Regions from separate parts of the Gossypium hirsutum genome. Here region 1 is linked to region 2. A link is a contact called in public Hi-C data. All regions are on one chromosome and are shown on one strand. Each heading gives the region's core, a stretch centred on a gene start, on an enhancer-like site or on the middle of the called end of the contact. The rest is flanking DNA. Distances are from core to core; before and after follow the strand shown.

Region 1 (2,700 bases), core at 141-2,640, 740 kb after region 2:
ATCTTAGCTTTATTTAAAGTTTTATCGAATCGAGTCGAGTGAGATGAAATTCGAATTGAATCAAATATATTTGTTCGAGTTAAATTTTAAAAAATAATTTTGGGTCCTTGTAACCACTGTCACCCATCATAATAAAATTTGTCCACCTTAATCAATTTTTTATTAACTTTCATCACCTCATAATTTATTTATTAATTTTTTATATACTGGTTAGCTTCTTTACTTACTTAGTTGTTTTAATTATTTTCAGATTCTTGTCACTATGTATTTTGGAATTAAAAAATATATTAAATGTAAAAATATGATTTTTTAATAAAAGTTATTTTAAAAATAAAATGTGAAATTGATACCAATATAAAATTTTAACACGAATGTTTTATGGCATAATTAATAATTCAATTTTAATATAAATATTCAATATGACTAAACAATTCAATAATATAAATAATATAAAATGTAAAATTTAATTTAATAATATAAATAGTAGATATAAATAAAATTATTACTATTTACATTTAATGAATTTTTTTGGATAATTTTGATTTTTTATTTGAAAGTAAAGAGTGAGAAGTAAAAGTTTAGGGGGAAAATAAAAAGTTTTGAGAATAAAAGTTTGAGAGAAAGTAAATATGGGGAGTAAAATTTTGGAGGTAAAATATTTAAAAAAAAAATTGGAAGGGGAGGGTTTGGGGTAGATGAGAGGTGGGATGGAAGGGAATAGAAGTTTTAGGGGAAAAGTGGGAAGGTTTTCAGGGTTTTTGGGAGTAAAATTTTGAGAAAAAGTAAATGGGAAAGTAAAATTTTGGTGAGAAATGAATTTTGGGTAGATTGGGGGTTGGGAGGGGAGGGGAGTAAAAGTTTTGATGCGAAAGTGGGAATGAGTAAAAGTTTTGAGGGAAAAGTAAAAATGTTTGAGAGTCTGGGATAAAAATATAAAATATTATAGTTTGATATTCGAATTATTCGAATTATTTGAATTATTCGAGTTATTCGAATTCTAAAACTCAACTCAATTCGAACTCGAAATTTGAAAAAAAAATTCGAGTTGATTCGAATAACTCGATTAACTCGAATAACTCGATTCGTTTAACTCGAAATTTAAATTTTTTTTCGATTTTTTCGAGTCGAATCGAGTTTTGCTCACTCTTACTTCTCGTATTTTCTAAGTCCATTGAGATTCAGTTCTTCACCTTTTTAATACACTAATCTTCCTAATTAAAATGTGCAATACCCTTTCTATGAATAATGGTTTAAACGTTTTTACCAAAAATATCAACTTTGTTTAAAAAAGTGAATCAATTCTTCTAAAAAGGAGAAGGTTGAAAAAGAAGCTTTCAACCACAAGAAATCCACATATTAGGACCCTCGACGTGGCGCTACATTAACCGCACCAGAGTTCCTCACCCAAGCCTATTTTTAACGTACATCGTATACCGTTTGCTCAGAGTTCTTTTCAATTCACAAGCATCCTTGCCATACACCTCGTACGTGCACGTTAGCCGACATCTCTGCCTCCCACATTTAAGGCGCCAACTTACCCAACGGTTCAAAACCGCAATTTTGTTGTCTTATGAAATGAAACCTCCACTTTCTCTACTGAATCCCAGCATGCTATCCGGGTCGGGTTCGTTAATGTGGTTCCGAAAGGGGCTCCGGGTCCACGACAATCCGGCGCTCGAGTATGCTTCCAGAGGATCCACTTGTGTTTACCCTTTGTTCGTCATCGACCCTCACTATATGGAGCTGGACCCAAACGCCTACTCCCCAGGATCCACCCGTGCGGGTATAAACAGGATCCGGTTCTTATTGGAGAGCCTCGCTGACCTTGACTCAAGTTTGAAGAAACTCGGGTCGAGGTTGTTGGTGTTGAAGGGTGAGCCTAGTGAGGTTTTGATTCGTTGCTTAAACGAGGTGATTTTCTCTTTATAATTTACATGTATTGTTTTTTTTCTCTTTTTGATATCTATAATTTACATATATTGTTTGTTTGTTTAAAGTTAAACTTAAAACTATGAAGAATTGTCTTTTTCTTTTTTATAATGCTTGTTTGATTTTTTGGTTTTTGGCAGTGGGATGTTAGAAAGCTTTGCTTTGAGTATGACACTGATCCATATTATCAAGCTTTGGATGATAAAGCTAAGGTAAAACTGTGCTTTTTTTCCCCCCCTATCTTTCAAGAACAATACTTAACTTTCCTTGAGTTTTTCAAATATTAGTGTTATATCAAATAAAAATGGGCTTCCACCAACATTATAGTCCAACGGCAAAACTTGGTATTTTCAATTAGTTTGAGGTTTCATGTTTGAGTTCCAGGGAGGATGTTCAATTCATGTGCTGCAGTTGCTGTAAGCTTTTTCTTGTACTAAACATACATATCTATATTATTTGGAGTTGGGTGTGTATTGGATATGGATACGTGTCTGAAACAAGTAGCTTTTCTATGTATTTGGGATCATATCCGCGTACCTAGATCCAAAAATATATCAGACACAAGGGTACTTCAAGAAAAATAAAAAGTTGGAGTTAGCTAAGTTAGCAATTCATATGCTTATATTCTTTATAGTAAATAAAGATTGCCTTTGTTTCTACAGAATTATGCTTCTGCAGCTGGAATCGAGGTTTTCTCTCCAGTGAGTCATACCATCTTCGATCCTGCAGATATTATAGAGAAGGTAAGCCAGAAGTTGGTATCAACAGAGT
Region 2 (2,700 bases), core at 2-2,501:
ACAATTCGTTCAAGTTTAATATCATGTTCCCTACAATAAGATAGCAGATCAGATTCATGAAACTCCACCCTATCCAGTAAAGTTTTCTTTTCTGCATCATATATCGGTTGGCCTTTCTCATCAAAAGCATTCATGTATAAGTTTATGCAAGAAACCTTCACTGCTCTTGGATTTATATCGAGGCCATAAACCTGCAGAGTTTAATTCAGGCACATAAAAAGATTCATAAATCGGGTTGAATACCTAAATTGTCCATGCATAAGGAAAATGATAGGGTACAAAAAGAAAAAAACACCTTAGCAGGCAACCATTTCTCAGCAATGGCTATAGTTATCCATCCATTTCCACAGCCAAGCTCAGCAACTGTCATTTCCTTGAAAATGGAATCTGGGTGTCTATTGAGTCCTTCATAAAAGGTAAACGACCAGTCTTCTGGCATAAAAATGCTAGGGATCACCATCATTGTCAGTTTCTTCCTTCCCTGATAGCCTGAACATAGTGCAAAATATGTTAACTATGAAGCACGACAAGCATATCACAGGCTATTTATAAGAAAGTTAATCATAAGTAAAACAGATGGAGCAGAAACCACTGCTGAATACAGTGGGATTTAGTGTCCGTACAGTGTATGTGTGGGCCTGTAGGCAACGAAAAAAGAAAAAGAATCCAACCAAAGGCTACAATCGCTAGATTATATTGCTTGAATTATACATTCTTACCTTCAGACCGATCCAAGTAAATGTCCTGTATCCGGAAATGGTATTTGTGGAAGCAATCATCTGAGGAACCGACCCGGGATTGAAGATCCGAAAGGAAGACCCGGGCTTCAGTGCGGGTCTTGGGATCCTCAAGCTTCTCCAGAAGCGATTTGAGGGCAGCGAAAGCACCATCACCTGACTGCTCGCACTGCTTCAAAAATTCCTCCAGAGTCATTGCCCCCCGCGCGCAGACACACTCTCTATGTTTTCCTCCTTTTTCGGTTTCCCAAACCAGAGGCCAAAAATTATTTTCTACTCTTTTTTTTTTTTTTTTGGTGTGTGTGTGGCAATATTAGCTGACAGATAACAAATATATAATAGTGAATAGTAGCATTAGTAAAAACACGAAAAATAAAACGAAAGAAATGAAGAACTTTGGGATTTTTGAGTTCGTATCCTATTTTATCCCATCATCCTCCTATTCGAAACTACGAAATACGATTATCAGGACGTCCTGAGTGTGAAAATTAGACTAATGTCTTTTCCTGGTCATCAAATGATAAATTATATTCTACATCACCTTAAAATAGAATTGATTTTATTTTAATTTTTTTATCGAATTAATGACTCTCAATAAAAATTTCTTTAATCTACTTGGGTGATTTTTTTTACCTTTTATTAAAATGAGGGATCTTTCTATAATTAGTATAAAATACTTTTTATTTTTGTTTATTTGAAAGATAAAGATTTCAATAGCGGTGTCATCAATATTTTAAACCTCTTTAAAAAAGGGAATCCAATGACGACGATAACTCTATCACTAGATTCAAATGAGGAATGTCAAATTTTATTGCCGAAGCAACTCAAATCGACTTTGTTCATTTTCTTGATATGGGCTCACTCAAATTGATCTAAGGTTATATACAAGGTCAAACACGGAGTCAAGATATGAATTCCAACTCAAATTATCAAATGGGAGGATTGTGTCTCGAGACAGGGAAGCCATGTCTCGAGACACGCCTCCCTTATTTTGAACCTCTAACTTCGTAGTATGTTGTCTTGGGACAATTGGATTCATATTGGGATCTAGTGCCCTTAGTGTAGTATTTTTGTTTATATGTACTTGTATTTTTCAAACAAGTTGATTTAATAAAATATCTATCAATTTTATTATTATATTTTGTATATTGTCCTTAATAGTTTTTTGCACACAAAGCAAAATGAAAATAAATATTGACTCAATGATTATCTATCGTTTAACTAATACTAAGAAGTATTACATGGTTAGATCATAATGCGAAAATACAACTTATTAGTAGTAAACATATAGTTAGTTTAATTAGAAATGAACAAACCGATTAAAAGACTAATATGCCGTCTATCAAGTCCAATTGGAGAGATGCATTGTCTTAAGTATCGAAGTGGATGACTTCCAAAAGATAGAAACATAGATGTTATCAATTGGATTGATAGTACATGAAATAGGACCCAAATAGAATAGATCCTAGATTTGTTTATGGATTCATTCACTTGTGAAGTTCATAGTGTGACATACCTTAATTCTAAATGGATGATGGACCATATATGATTGACTCATACACTTTGATGTAAATAAAAACCTGAGTTCAAATATATAAGGAACCGAAAGTTAGTACGTTGTGTATACGACTTTTGTAGTATGTAGCATCATTCCACGACTGTGGAATTCATAGCCCAATAAACGATAAATGATATTATCTTATCGGCATTATATGATAGATGAAAAGTAGACATCGCCACGGGTCATTTGCCTTTGTGATAAATTACTTTATTACTATTTGATAGTAATTGACTTGTCATTAAGGAAGATGTAATAATTACCATGAGATAAAATAGGATCATAGTGAGAGAACAGATTTATCTCAAAAGAGACTAAGGATATCATATGAATGTAACACACTTATGACAAGGTCATTGGACGAGTACCTATTGAGTAGCTATTCTAATTGTAAATAATAAGGGA

The links. Hi-C and Micro-C count contacts between places; a contact is called where the count stands out from the background.
Region 1: a Hi-C map of leaf shows a contact between it and region 2, with 1.5 times the contacts expected there. The contact joins the promoter of LOC107901744 here to the promoter of LOC107902056 in region 2. A contact is called at or near these places in 2 of 34 Hi-C or Micro-C datasets (leaf and petal).

What each region holds. Positions count from the first base shown.
Region 1 is chrD06:40,274,179-40,276,878 of Gossypium_hirsutum_v2.1, forward strand. It overlaps LOC107901744 ((6-4)DNA photolyase), which reads left to right and starts at 1,391. Exons shown (of 15, transcript XR_005914526.1): 1 at 1,391-1,911; 2 at 2,070-2,141; 3 at 2,592-2,672.
Region 2 is chrD06:39,531,357-39,534,056 of Gossypium_hirsutum_v2.1, forward strand. LOC107902056 (methionine S-methyltransferase) reads right to left here and starts at 1,252. Exons shown (of 12, transcript XM_016828317.2): 1 at 720-1,252; 2 at 296-489; 3 at 1-191. The coding sequence starts at 933.